Regions from separate parts of the Sus scrofa genome. Here all the other regions are linked to region 3. A link is a contact called in public Hi-C and HiChIP or PLAC-seq data. All regions are on one chromosome and are shown on one strand. The core of a region is the stretch at or near the end of the contact, and the rest is flanking DNA. Distances in the headings are between cores, read along the strand shown.

Region 1 (4,945 bases), core at 114-2,613, 46 kb before region 3:
AGGTCGATGGCCAGAATTAGAAATGAGACCTACAGCAAAAGATCAGAGAGCAGCGGAGTGAGAAGATCCCCACAAGGCAAGGCAGCAAGAACTGAATGAATGCAGGTAGATGAACCATAGCAGCATCTGCTTCATGTACATTTCATTCAGTCATTCAGTAAACATTGAAGGAGCATGGGCTACTTCCCGAGCCCCATACCAGGCGCCAGGAACACCTCAGCCAACAAGAAAGTGAACAATGCCCTGAGCTCATCATGCTCACGCACGGCGGGGGAAGACAGACCATGACCAGGTGAAACAAAGGATGTCCAGTGATGAGAAATCCCAAGGAGGAAAGTAAAACAGAAAAGTCGGCATGATGGTGGGCTTGGGCTGTTTCCTATGATGAGATCAAGGCAGGCCTAGGGCAGAAGGCAACGCTCTGGAGGAGGTGAGGAAGTAGAGGTGATGAGAAGACCGAAACAACAAAACTAATCAAATTGGGTAAGAGTGATGGAGGCAAGAATGAGTCAAGGAAAACAGGCAAAAACGGAGGTGATCGGGAGCCACTGGGAACAACAACAACAAACTTTAGAGGGAAACTGCTGCCTAAACAGGCAAAAGTGGGGAAAGGACATTTTTTCATAGAAAGAGGGAGTGATTAAACTAAGAAGAACAAAAAAATTAAAAATAAAAATAGCTAAGAACAGCTGGAAGAAAAAGTCAGGTCTTAGCAGAAATGAGGCTACAGGAGAGGGGAGCGGCAATGACAGTCACCTGCATGTCAGCTCCACCCAGGCAGGACTTTTTTGTGTGTTGTTCACTGTTTGATCCCCAGCATCTACAGATATTTGTGAAATGCAACCTGGTGGGAGGAGGGCACAGAGAAAGCAACAGGGATAAGATATTCTCATTCAACATTTCCTGATTACCTACACTGTGCCAAGCTTTATATTAGGTTTTATGGACAGACATTAAACACAAAACACACCTCCTGCGCCGGAGGCCACAGACTGATGAGGGCAACAAACAAGATACGACCAGAGGTGGGTTTTGAAGAATGAATAGGAGTTAGCCAGGTTGCCAAGAGTAGGAGGTGAGCATCGTCCAGAGCACTGCGCGACGCAGAACCGGAGATGTAGAACAGGCGAACAGCGGCGAAGGCTCGCGCGGAAGAGTGTGGAGCACTCGGGCCCCAGCCAGGTCCCGTCCCCTCCCGTCCCCCGGCCCGGCCCGCCGCTCACCACACACACCGGAAGCGCTCGGTCCTCCCGGAGGCTGTCCGGCCTGCACTCCGCCGCCCAGTCGCGTTCCGCGGACGCCGGGGCCCCAACCAATCAGCGGCGGCCTCTGGCCGCCACAGCCAATGATGACGCAGTCGATCCGGAAGTTGTTCCGGCCGGACGGCGTTTCCACGGACGCCCAAGCAGCAACCCGTGGCTGAGCCGGCAGTGCTGACGGGCCCGGCTGGGCCGGTAAGTGAAGGGATGAAAGAGGGAGGGAAGCCAGGGTGGCGCCCGATGACCTGGGCCTTCCGGAGCCGCCGGCACGCCGGGGCCGGGAGTATCCTCCTCAGAGCCCGCCTCGCTGCCCGCCGGGTTCTGGCAGCACGGGGGGCGCGGAGGCTGCCCGGGCGCCCCTCGCCCCCTTCCTCCCAGCGCCGCCGACCCGGCCTGTCGCCCACTCCCGCGGGCGCCGACCCTTCCTCGTCTCCCACCTCTGCCCTTTCCCTAAGGAGGGAGGCCCCGACTTTTACCAAGTGTCTGCCATGTGACAGGGGCTTTGCCTGCAGTATCGCACTTAGTCCCCTCCACGGTAAAGTTAGGAGGCTTCTTTATGCCCATTTCACAAATGAGGAAGCGGAGGATGAAGCGGAGAGGTAATGTGACTTGCTCAAAGTCTTGAAACAAGAAGGTGCCCAAACTGGGATCGAAACTCAGATCTGACCCCAGAACTCATGATCTTTCCACTGCATTGCGCCGCCCCCGTGAACGACAGCAGCAAGGAATTTACAGCCCACCTTTCTGCCCCCCAGGACTACACATAAAACACAGTTTTCATTACAGTTGTTCATACTGATGCTAAGAAGGAGGAACAGAAAGGGGGCAGGGAGATTTTTAGGAGGCCAGCTTGGAATAGAGGGTGGCTGATGCAATGACCAGCTAATATCTTGATTCCCAAGAGGGTTTCACTGGTCTCCACCCGCACTCTTTCCTGTACCCACCTCTGATTGGACAGTCCCATCAAAAAGGTTGGGTCAAGAGGCTTAAGCGTTTCTGAGAAACTGGGGGATTTATAAGAAACTCCTATGTGTGAGTAGTGAAGGGTGGGATAAACAAGGAAGGAAGAGAGAAGTCTTTTTCTAAAAGGAAACTGAAAGGAGGAAAGGACGACTATTAAAGAAGAGCTTGAGCTGCACGGGGCAGTCTCAGCTACTCAAGTGCCCGGTGGGACCAGTGGCCACCTCTGCAGTGTCTCCTGCAACCTCGGTATGTATTGCCACCTTCCCAAGGCTTAGAGCTTACTAGTATTTTTACCAGCCTTTTCCCAAAAGGCTGGAAACCTTGGCTTAGGGAGATGAGGGGTCAGGATTACACTGTTGTGCATTTTACTTCATCTCATTGGTCCCAAGTTCAAGTGATTCTCGGCTTCCATAGGGAACAGAGATCCTGGAAGAGTAGTTGCCTGCTGGGATTCATAGCTTGCCTTTCAGCAGCTTCATGTTGGCTGTCATATTTTTCACCCGTGAGGCCTCCTTAAATAGTTGATCTCCATTCCCAATATGTCATTGTAATACTCATGAGTATCTTGGGTCTGGCTTCATTTAAAATAATGGCTTATTTGCCTTTTAAGATAATTTTCATTTCATTATTTGGAGAAGAAAGGAAGCTTTCCTCCCAGTGTTTAAAAAAGGAAAAGAGGGAGTTCCCGTCGTGGCGCAGTGGTTAACGAATCCGACTAGGAACCATGAGGTTTCGGGTTCGATCCCTGGCCTTGCTTGGTGGGTTAAGGATCCGGCGTTGCCGTGAGCTGTGGTGTAGGTTGCAAACGCAGCTCGGATCCCTTGTTGCTGTGGCTCTGGCGTAGGCCGGTGGCTACAGCTCCGGTTGGACCCCTAGCCTGGGAACCTCCATATGCCGCGGGAGCGGCCCCAGAAATGGCAAAAAGACCAAAAAAAAAAGGAAAAGAGAACTTAATCTGTTCCAAGGTTTAACGTGGTAAAGAACTCCCTGCTCGTTTTCTAGTCTTCTGCAAACGCGGCAGTCCAAGGCCATTGTCATCCACACTCTGGCCAGGATGCGAAGGATGGTCTTCCACCTCCTGATGCTTTTCTGGGCGTCGGGAAACTCTTGTGTCACTTTCTCTTCTCTGCTGCTCCGCAATTAGCATATTCATGTGTGAGGCCGCCCTCCCTGCAGTTTGCAGAATCTGCATATTCCGATCTTATCTGTGAAATGATTTCACTCTGGCCCCGGTAATTGTTGTGTTCTGTTCTGTTTAAACAGTTCTGTAATTCTTCTTTCTATTCCTCACCCCAAAGCTGTACCCAGTCTCTTCAAGTGCCTGTTACATCCTCCTGAGTAGTGGAACCTCTCCAAGTGAGCCTGATTCAAGTCCCTTAGAAAGAGGAATTGAAAGTTTGTTTTTAAGAGCTTCTCAGCTTTCTCTTTAAAGGCGGGCTGATTTGCTGTGGAGTGTGCAGTTTTGTGTTTTATACTCCCAGTCCTTTTTTTTAGAGAAAATAATAATTACTTCAGGATTTACAGCTTCATGTCTTTGTTTTGGATTGTAGTGTTTGTTAAATAGATAAAGAAGTTTTCCTTGACAGGGGTTCAAAGCCCTATTTGCAGTTTACACAGTAAACACTTTAGGCAGTGCCCCTCAGTCTTTTGGCATCGCAGACCCTTTGAGAAAGTAGCGAGCCTGGGTACTCAGAGCGGCAGACGCGCCAGTGTGCGTGCACACTATTGATATAATTTCACAGGTTCTGAGCTCTGAGTAGAAAACCTCTGAAGTTAAATTCTGAAAGTCAGTTGGCAGAGAAAGAAAGGAGGATGTTGACTGGCTGGGAGGAGAAAGAATGTGTGCACACGAGCAGGGTGGCGCCAGAAATGAGAGCTCTGTTTTCCCCCCGAGGCAGTGCACTCACTGGGAAGTTGCATCAGACACACCCGCACACACCCCTCTCAGTGTGGGTGATTCCCAGGCAGTGGGCGTATGTTTCGTGGTCATGCGAGCAGAGAGTCTGGGGCTGCTGTTTCCTCGGTCAGATTTCTTTCCCATGTACCTCTTACCTTAGTGGGATTCTGATATTTAAAGGTACCCGTTTCTCGCTACACCATGGACCCTCCATGCAGGCTCAACTCATCAGGCTCACCCTCTGTCGCAAGGCAGGTGAGGGGTCCAGAGCTCACCCAGTCATTCTACCCAGTACTTTCCCTAGGAGTGTTTAGGGTAAATTTTTTTTTTGGGGGGGGTCTTTTTGAGGCCACACCCATGGCGTATGGTGGTTCCCAGGCTAGGGGTCCAATTGGAGCTGTAGCCACCAGCCTGCACCAGAGCCACAGCAACGCAGGATCCCAGCCGCGTCTGCAACCTACACCACAGCTCACGTCAAAGCTGGATCCTTAACCCACTGAACGAGGCCAGGGACCAAATCTGCATCCTCATGGATGCTCGTCGGGTTCAGTAACTGCTGAGCCACGATGGGAACTCCTGTTTAAAGGTAATTTTAATCTGTACTTGATTTTGGTCCTGCCCGCAGACGTCATCTGCTGCCGTCTGTGCGGGATCCCACTTTTGGAAGAGCAAGGGTGAATCAAGGGGAGTCCCCCAGAGCGGCCAGAATGCTGGACAGCTTTTAGCAGAGGGTGAGGAAACCAGAGTGGGCGCGCGCACACGTATGCGAGCACGCGCATGCGGGGCCAGCCTGGCTCTCCCCACATCTCAGAGGGCTCAGTGCCGC
Region 2 (4,639 bases), core at 1,023-3,522, 60 kb after region 3:
ACACCAGAATGTATACAGAACCTTTTAAGTGCTGAAACATACATTTCATTTAAACATACAGCTCCTGCTGAAGTTACTGAGCTCTGCAAGGTCTTCGGAAACCCAGAATAGAGCCTGTCAGCAACTGCTATTGCATTTTGACAGAAACTCCATTCCTTTGCTCAGTCGTGAGTCACAGATCCCTTCTGCCTTAGTTATCTCAACTTGGGGCTTTCAGGAGATACCACCAGACCAGCTTCTCAGTCCAGCCTTTTGGCTTATTTTATTCGTTCCTGTGAATTCCAGAAACCCTTTAATACTCAAAGTGCACATTTCCAAGCTCCATCCAATTCTGAGAATTCACTGAACAGCGGTGGAGTAACCATGGGGTAGGCCATTCTACAGCTTAAATCCAATCACCACAGGTCCTAGGTTAACTACTTACGACAGGATTATTCTCAGTCTTATTTACTATTCCAGCAGTTTAACCAGATAATCTTTGCATCAAGTAACAAAATCACAGCAAAAACAAACAAAAAGCCCTTCCACAGTTACAAAGGAAAAACAAAGAGATTTACATGTGCAGATAAATCTCTTTTGCTCTATTTTTTCTGGCTTTCATTCAAAGCAGTACTGAAATTGCAGAAAGACGCCTGGCGGACCCTCTTTTCACGGGGAGAACAAGGCGCTTTCCACCAGGTCAAACACAAGAGGAAACGTCCACGAAGCGCTCGAGTCTACCGACGCAGTGGCAAGCGCGCCTCGCTGTGCAGCCAACCGGCCCGTGCGCAAAGCGCCCCGGGCCGAAGAAAACCAAACTTCCGCGAGCCCAGGGCTCGCCGTCGGCTACGATCCCCGCGGGCCCTCCCGGCCCGGCGCCGCGGCGGCAGCAGGAGCGGGGACCTCGGCCGCCGCGCGGTGACAGGCCCTGCGGGCGCCGAGCCCGACGCGAGCGCCGCGCGCCGCCCTGGTCCCGCCCCGCCGAGGCGAGCGCGGCCGGCGCCTCCGCCCCCTTCGGAAGGCGCCTCCCGGGAGCAGTCGAGGCTCCCGGGAAGGGGCGGGGGGCGGCGCGGCCCCAGGGACGCCCCCCAGCGGCAGGCCACGGAAAGGCGCGGCCCGCCCGGCGCGAGGTCCACGCCGCGCAGCCCCGCCAACGCCCTGCCCGCGCCCCGGGGCCTCGAGGGCGGCCGCCCCGCGGACGCACACGCGGGCGGGGGCCGCGGACAACGGGCCGGCGGGGCGTCCGTTGGCCCGAGCGCGCCCCGCCCCGCGCGCCCCGCCCCGCGCCGCGCGGCCGCCCCGCCCGGGGAAACTACGCCATTGCGGCCTAGCGGGCGGCGCCGCGCCTCCGCCGCCATCTTCGGCCCGCCGCCCGCCGCCCGCCGCCCCCGCCGCGGCCCGCCATCTTTTGGGGCCGCCATACTTGCCCTGCGAAGAAGATGGCGGCGCCCATCACACACATAAAACATGGCTTCCCTTCAAAACAAAAACATCCCGGGGGCCGGCGCGCGCCGGCGCTCACCTGAGGACCACATGGTGACCGAGAACTCGCCCTCCAGGGTCTTGATCTGCACCTGCTTCTGCTCCCACTTCTTGTTGCCCGCGTCCGCGCCGCCCGCCGCCCCGGCCCCGCCGCCGAGGTAGCCCTTCTTGCCGCTCTTCTTGCCGCCGCCCTTCTTGACGCGGCCGCCGCCCGACGACGACGAGCCGCCGCCGCCGCTCTTGCCGGCCGCAGCCACGGTGACCAGCGTCTGCTCGATGTAGTCGTCGTCGCCGCCGGCCGGCGCGGGCACCGGGATGAGGATCTGGTCTTCGAAGCCGTCCTCGGCGCGCAGCCCGTCCGAGTCGTCGCCGCCCACCACCTCCTCGCGCGTCTGCACCAAGATCACCTCCTGGTGGTGGTGCACCTGGGTCGGGTCGTCGGTGACCAGCGGCTGCAGCGCGATCATGGGCGGGTGGTGGTGGTGGTGGTGGTGGTGGTGATGGCCCGCGTGCCCGTGGCCGCCCCCGCCGCCGTGGTCTCCGCCGCCGCCGTCCTCGTCGTCGTCGTCGTCCTCCTCCTCCTCGCCCACCACCGTGGTCTCGATGGTCTCCACCGGGATGGTCTCCACCTCGATCTCGTGCAGCTCCACGATCTCGGCCGGCATCTCCGAGCCGTCCGTGGCGATGTAGAGGGTGTCGCCCGAGGCCATGACTGAGGGCTCGGCCGCCACGGCCGCGGCGGCCTCAGCTCCGGGGCTGCGGGCAGGCGGGCGAGGAGGCGGCCGGCCGTGGGGAAGGAAGGCAGAGGGAGGAAGGCGGCGGGCGGGCGGGCGGGGGGAGAGGGGGCGGGCGGCGGGGGGAAGGGGCGGGCGCGGCGGCGGTGGCGGCGGGCTTCCCCGCCTCCTCGCCTCGGTGCGCCCCGCGCTCGCTCGGCCGCTGCTCGCCCCGGCGCCCCGCCGCGCCGCGCCTCGGCCGCCCGCTCTGGCCGCGCCTCCTCCCGCCCTCCGGGCCGGCGCTCCGCTTCCCCCTTCCTCCTGCGCCTCCGCCTCCTTCCACACAAATACCAACTCCTCACCCTGAGCCCAGATCTCGCCGCCGCCGCCGCCGCCACACTCCGCTCAGGCTTGGCCTCGCGAGACTTCCGTGCGGCCTCGGCCCGCCCCACCTCGCTCCTAACTCGCTTGCTCGCTCTCTCGCTCCTCCTCCTCTGCCAATCGGTCTGCCCGTTCGCCGCTGCCGCCCCGCCCACTCAACCCGGGCTCCTCCCGGATTGGGGCCGACGGGACGGCCCCCGCGCGCGCTGGCTGGCCGCTGCGCGTGACGTCAGCGCGCCGCCGCCGCCGCCACCGCCGCCGCGAGTCGTGCGGCTCCCGCCCTTCGCGGTGCAACAGCAGCAAAACCCGCCGCCCCGGACCCGGGCCGCACTCTAGAGCGGGGTGTCGACGCTGCAGCCGCCGCTTCGGGAGCCGGTGAGCGGTCCGCGCGGCACCCGGCGCCGCGTGGGAAGGGGCCTGAGGGGCGGGGCTGGGCGGGGCGGCCGAGCCCGGGGTCCTGGGGGGTGGGCGGCCCGGGGGTCGCGGAGGGGAGCGGGTGGGCGCGCGGGGCTGCCCCGGCGCCCCAATAAAGTCTGCTTTGAAGAGAAACGCCTGTGCCTCCTTTTTCGCGTCGGGCAGCTTTTGCTCTTGATTCCTGCCTGGCTTCGGGCAGGCGATGGCGACCGAGTGAGGGAGGAGGTCCAGGCGAACAAAGGCGGGCGAGCGAGCAGCAGAGGAAGGTGTTCGCCGGTGGCCACAGGCCAGCATCGCGCTGCGAGCACCGGTCCCCGGGCCCCGCTGGGTCCGGGGCCGAGCGCAGGTGGGCTGCACGCGGGGCGGGGCGGGGCGGTCGAGCGGAAGCGGCGCGCGGAGCCCCCAGGTCCACCGTTGGGAGGATGTCCGTTATCCTTTTGTGACCCGCGGAAACCTGAGACCGAGCCGTTGGGTGCCTGCTTCCCCGTAGATCTTAGAACTGCCGGATCCCGGCCGCTGGTCCTGGAGCTTGGCTCTCTGCGGCTTTCTAAAATTTCCCTCTGAGCCTCCCCTTCGCTCTCCAGCCAACCATTGTTTCTCTCGACCACCGTCTTCACCTGTTTCTCACTTGCGTAGATGCTCCTCCTTTGCCCACCAGGCTTTGCATTTGTCCTCTTGTTCAAAATCCCAGTTTTCCCTCCCTGTTCTCCTTTATACCTGCAGCAGAGCGTATGTTTTTCTTGGCACTAATTAGCGGCAAATTAAACCTTGATGAAGGTGGTTTTGTCTTTATTTGGTCGTCCTGACTTTGTGTTTGAAGCATTAGAAATAACTGGTTTTTAGGGAAGAAAATCACGAAAAGCTGCGAAGGTGTGTCTTTGTTACTCGTTGGGCCAATTGAACGGCTGTGTGAATTTTTTGAACGTGTGTATTTTCAACGTTTATACTTGTTTTTTGCAGTAGTGTTCTTGCAAGTGAATACCATGATTATTCTGAACTGTCCTATGTCAGTGTTAGATTCCACTTGTAACAAGCGGGTGTCTTTTTGAGAACTTAGAGCACGGTTTATATGTTTTGATTAAAGAGTGGTTTTGTCAATTTCATTTAGTTTCATTTTTAAATGGCATTGAACTTGATATTTGAGAATCTTAGTATATGAAGTGAAAAACCGGATCATTGTCTCTTTGAATCTGAGTTTTAAATCCTGAGTAATCTTAGATTGCTGCACCCACACAGTTTGCTGAAATCAAGCCTGTTGAACTAAATCGTTTCTGACTTCATAGCTTATAAATTCTGCGTAAATATTTCGCAAATGAAAACCAGTTGTGGGAGAATTTTTAGGGGACTTAATTAATTTCACTTTCCCCACTCTCTAGTAATTGATGGGAGGATGTCTCTGTATGTGGTTGGTACTTCCCCATAGGTACAAGAGAAAGGGGGGAGGTACCCAGTTGGGTGAACTGGCTTCTGAATCGTGATCTGTGGACTTGACAGTCATTTGGAGATCGCTAAAAAGGTTCACCTGTCAGGAAAGGTCCTGGGAGAAGGTGCCAAGCTGCTCCTCAGGGTTAGCCCAAGCACCTACTACAAGAAGAGCTTTTAAAAATTGCCCCAGAGCAGGTGATCTGTTAGGTAGGCCTGAGTTTTCTGTGGTGGCAGTTAGTCTCAAC
Region 3 (4,435 bases), core at 366-2,865:
TTATGCTTTACTTCCTAAGGCCTCAGCAACCCAGGAACCCCCTTCCCAGGAGTGAGTTGCCTGGATGACGGTGGTCCGGTTCAGTGGCCATGGCCGTGGCCTTGGAGGCCTCCAGCTACCCACGTATTTCCACAGTCAACTCCTGCCTTGTGGAGCATGAGCTGGGCCTGAGGCTGGCGAAATGCAAACCCAGGCCTCCAGACCCCTAGTTCAGGGCCCACCAGCCATCACAAGCACTGGACTAGGAGTCAGCAGACCTGGGTTTGGGGGTCTCTTCGTAATGAATGTTCTATTTCGATTGGAGGAAGCATAAAAGGAAACCCCACGGGGTGGTCGGATTCCCAGTGGCCTGTGTATCACCGTGGTCACTTCCTACATACCCCTGCCCTATTTCCCTAGTACCGAGCATACGTGATCTTCAAAACCTGTCTGGGAGCTACATGTCCACTGTAACCCCCCTGCGGACTTCAGACACGGTGAAATGCCAGTACAAGAACTGTGAAGATCTGCCACCCGGAAATACCGCAGGAGCCTGAAGGAGGAAGTTGGGTCCACGCCTGAAGGTGTCATCTGACTCCGTGAGGGAGAAAGTGCCCAGCCAAGACCAGTCCCAACTGCGACAGCCTGGACTTCAAGTGGTGCTGGGGAAGGACAGCAGGGGGAAGTCACCAGCCAGGACCCTCCCCAGGGAGCAGGGAGGGTCCCTTGCCACTGCCAATCTCCAGGACAGTGGGAGAGGAGGCGGGAGCGGCGTCGGATTTGGCTCCTGCTTAGCCACCCCCCCAACCTCCCCCCACACAGCTACCCGCGTCGACCGCACAGCCCAGGGCCTTCCCACTTCAGCGCACACTCTACCTCACTCCCACCCCGACTCTCCAGCCCAAGGCCTCCCAGAGCCGCGGCCCAATGACTGCCCCCTCCGGCCACACACGCTAAGCCACCGCCCATGGCCGCGCCGCGATCTGTCCATCTCCTCGCAGCTCTGGGACCAGTCCAGGAATCTTCCCCGTTCTACAATCTTCCGCGGCTCCCGCAGTTTGCTCTCAAGTGCGGGGCCCGGCGTCCAAGCCACGCCCTTCGCCCCTCGCCCCTCGCTTAGAGGCCAGGCGGCCAGAGGGCCTAAGCCCATCGCCAAGTGGGCGCACAGACGGGAGGGACGATGACTCCCCAAAGGGGCGCCTCGCCGCCCGAGGATTAAGTATCACAAGTAGTGTCCGAGCCCACAGGCCTTGGAGGGTCCTGGCGCTCCAAGTCCATTCCCGCGGCGTGTCCCCATTCTACAGGCAAAGACCCTAAGGTTGGTCGGCCGAGTTGGGATCTGAACCCAGGGGTCAGGATCCCAGGCCGAGTCCAAAGCGAGCGCACGCCACCTCCCGCCCCGCTGACCCGCATCACACACGCCGGGAAGTTCCCGGGCCGTGCAGGCTATGGGCTCCCCGGCCGGGCTGGACCCACCGTCCGGCCGCAGCGCACACCCGGCTTCCTCTCCCGCCGGTAGCGGCGCGGGCGGGCGCACGAAGCACATTCTTTGTCTGCAGCGACTCTGCACCTCCCCCGCCCGCCCTCCCGCTGCGTGCCCCCCGCCCCGCCCGCCCCAGGTCCTCCCAGCCAATGAGGCGCGGCGGCGGCGCGCTGCAGCCGGGGTGTTGTCCGCGCCTCGCCTGCCCATTGGCTGAGCTGTGCGCCCCGCCGGAGCCGGGCCGGCACGGTCCGAGGGGCGGGGCGTGCGGCCCGAGGTGAGGGACCACTGGCGGCGCGCGGACCTCCGCGAGGGCAGAAGCGACACGGCCAGGGAGGGACGTGTGTCCGGCGAGGAGTGGCGCACTGAGCCGCCGCCGCCGCCGCCAGACCCCAGCCTGTGCGGGGCTCCGCGTCAGGAGGCGGCGGCCGGGCCGAGTCCCAGCCCAGCAAAGCGAGGGGCCCTCGACGGCCCCCAGCCCGGCGAGGGGCCAGCGAAAGAGAACAAGAAGGAAGGGCGGGCTCGCCGGGGATCCAGCAATGGCGCTGGACTTTCTGGCTGGATGCGCTGGGGGTAAGGAGGCGGGCGGGTCCCGCCCGGGTGCGCGCCGGGCCGGGGACTCGGGCGTGGGATGTCGGAGCTGGGAGGCCAGCTCATCTGCGAGCGCATGGCCCAATGGCTTACCCTGTGGCTGGGGTTCCCTGGTCTGTAGAATGAGATAACAGTGCCCTCGTCCCACGGGGCTCTCGTGGGCATGAATTGACACCAGGCCCGGAGGCCGACTAGCGTGCTCTCCGCGAGGGCGTCTCCGCGGGGCACGTTCGGACGAGAGGTCTGAGATTCCGAGGCAGCGCTGTGGCTGCCAGGGGGCTGCGGGAAGAATGCCCTACCACCGTCCTCGCCCTCCTCGCCCGAGGCCTGCGGACCGCGAGGCCCCAGGACATCTGCCTCCCCACCTCCCCCAGCCCGTGCCCGCCCACTGCAGGATCCCCTCCCCGGTTCCTAGAAGTTTGAATTTGGCTCCACCCCCCTCTCCCGCAGCAGCCCGGGTGGGGCTGGGGGCTGGGCCCACCGGACGACCCCCTAGTGAGATGGCCTAAAAGGAGTCCCGCTTTGGCACCCCGCCCCCTTCCTTGGCGCTTCTGTAAGTGGGCCTGACTCGCCGCCTGAGCCAGGCCTTGGGCTCACGCGTGCGTGACAGTGGCGTAGGCAGGTCCGAGGCACTGGGGTCCTCTCTCAGCCTGTGTCCCCAGGAAGGCCTGAGTCTGCTGCAGCGGCCAAGCCTGACTGGGGCGGGGGCCGGTGCTTCCCTGTCTGGTCTTCGGGTTCTGTCTTTACTGGTAGAGTGAATTGATTCAACAGGTCTTCCTTGGGAGCCCGGCTGGCTCTCAGGGATTGGGCAGTGAGCTGACAGAGGTGGCAGGGTGTCCCAGGCCCCAGTCCACGTCCCAGATGTCCCACGCTTCTCTTCCCCAGCACTTGGCCCTGTTCTGGCTCTTCCTCTGCTTAGCTTGGCTCTAATAAAGCTCTCAGCTACCTGCCAGCCTCCGGCACCCTGGAGGAGAAAGGGTGCCACCAGCAGAGGCCATAAGCATTTACGCTGCGGGTGAGGTGCTAGCTTCCTGCTCTGGGCAAGAAGAGGCTGGTGGAGGAGGGAGTGTGCCAGGGAAGTGTGGGGGCAGTTACCCAATCCCGCGGGAGGAGCCTGAGGGAGGGGAGAAAGCCCAGAGCTTTCAGGAATTGGGGGAGTGTTTCTCCCAAGGCCAGGAGGGCTCCGCCTCTGAGGGTCCAGCTCTCAATTCCCCCACCTCCGCTGGGCTCTCTACTTTTCCCATCCTCCTTGAGGGGCCTCCCCTGGTGTCCTGCCACCCAGCCCCTGGCCCCTCCTGGCCCCACCCCTCACTCCCAGGGCCAGCCCCCCTTTCCAGCTTCTTGGGGAGTGTGGGTTCTTTCCCTCGAGGTGCAGGGCTCCTTCTGTATTCACGCAGGTGTCCCGGGAGCCACGGAGTTTGGGACTCACCCAAAGGCGAGGCGTAGCCCCCCCCTCCCCACATACAGGCTGACAGGCCCTGCCTGGAATGCCTTCTGCCATCCTCACCAAGCCCTCCTGGGAGACTGGGTTGGGCAAGGCCGGGGTCCGGCACCCAGGGAGCTCTAAGTGCTCCACAGCCCCCACCCCACCCCCACTGCCCTGCCTGGGTCCAGGTGGAAGCCCATCTACTCCCGTATTGTGTGAGCGGAGGTGCGAGGGGCTGGAGGGTCTTTGGCCCCCCACCCCAGGGATCCTCTTCTCCTATTACTCGACCCAGGAGAAACCTAGACCCTGAGAAGGAGAGAGATGAATGGAGAAATCGCACTGCACTCCTCCGACGGGGCGGGGGCTGCCTTCCCCTCGCCTCATGGGCTCAGGACAGCGACCTGATTGTGTCCCTGGCAGAGGTGCCGTCCAGGGACCTTGCGCAGGGGGGCAGCCTTATGTGGGGCCTGCCTGGTTCCTTCAGGTTTGAACTCCTCGAGGCTTGGGGTCGGGGCTGCTGGGGAGGAGTCAGTTCCTTCCCAGAATCAATTCCTCCGACTGGCTGGGTGTGGGCCATGTGTTCAACCTCACCCTTGGGGAGGCAGGGTGGGGCGTTGACTGCCAGCATCCCTGGGGCCTCTCTGGGAGTGGGGGGAGGAAGAGTCCAAACGCCTGCCCGCACTCTCCCATCAGGGGTTCGGCCTCACGTCTGAGCCCACCAGACCCTAGGCTCTGGACGGGGGTCTCCCTACCGCAGGCCTGGATGGGAGGAGATGCAGAGGGAAGCTGACCTGTGGACCATGGGACCCTGCGTGTGGGGGACAGGTCAGTCATCTGGTGTCCCCTCCCACCACATCTGCTGCCACGTACCTCCAGGACAGTGGTCCGTGCCTCCTGCCCTGGAGGGTCCTGGGATGGGGGTGGCCCCTGAAAGTCCAGCTTATATAGGCAGCGGGCAC

What was found. A called contact is a pair of places that touch in the nucleus more often than the background predicts. HiChIP or PLAC-seq counts read pairs in DNA pulled down with a chosen protein or histone mark.
Region 1: an H3K27ac HiChIP or PLAC-seq map of alveolar macrophages shows a contact between it and region 3. The contact joins the promoter of WARS here to the promoter of SLC25A29 in region 3. A contact is called at or near these places in 11 of 47 Hi-C or Micro-C datasets (adipocytes, alveolar macrophages, epiblast stem cells and 7 more) and 2 of 2 datasets of contacts at active chromatin or transcription factors (alveolar macrophages and skeletal muscle).
Region 2: a Hi-C map of skeletal muscle shows a contact between it and region 3, with 2.8 times the contacts expected there. The contact joins the promoter of YY1 here to the promoter of SLC25A29 in region 3. A contact is called at or near these places in 1 of 5 promoter capture datasets (liver), 14 of 47 Hi-C or Micro-C datasets (alveolar macrophages, blood, brain and 8 more) and 2 of 2 datasets of contacts at active chromatin or transcription factors (alveolar macrophages and skeletal muscle).

Annotation. Positions count from the first base shown.
Region 1 is chr7:121,234,562-121,239,506 of Sscrofa11.1, reverse strand. WARS (tryptophan--tRNA ligase, cytoplasmic) reads left to right here and starts at 1,363. Exons shown (of 11, transcript XM_003128728.6): 1 at 1,363-1,454. WDR25 (WD repeat-containing protein 25) reads right to left here and starts at 1,308. Exons shown (of 7, transcript XM_021099728.1): 1 at 1,224-1,308.
Region 2 is chr7:121,129,801-121,134,439 of Sscrofa11.1, reverse strand. It overlaps YY1 (transcriptional repressor protein YY1), which reads right to left and starts at 2,272. Exons shown (of 5, transcript XM_021099699.1): 1 at 1,502-2,272. The coding sequence starts at 2,171. It overlaps DEGS2 (sphingolipid delta(4)-desaturase/C4-monooxygenase DES2), which reads left to right and starts at 2,828. Exons shown (of 4, transcript XM_021099703.1): 1 at 2,828-2,930.
Region 3 is chr7:121,189,549-121,193,983 of Sscrofa11.1, reverse strand. It overlaps SLC25A29 (mitochondrial basic amino acids transporter), which reads left to right and starts at 1,615. Exons shown (of 4, transcript XM_005656464.3): 1 at 1,615-2,032. It overlaps MIR345-1 (microRNA 345-1), which reads right to left and starts at 264; the gene lies at 185-264.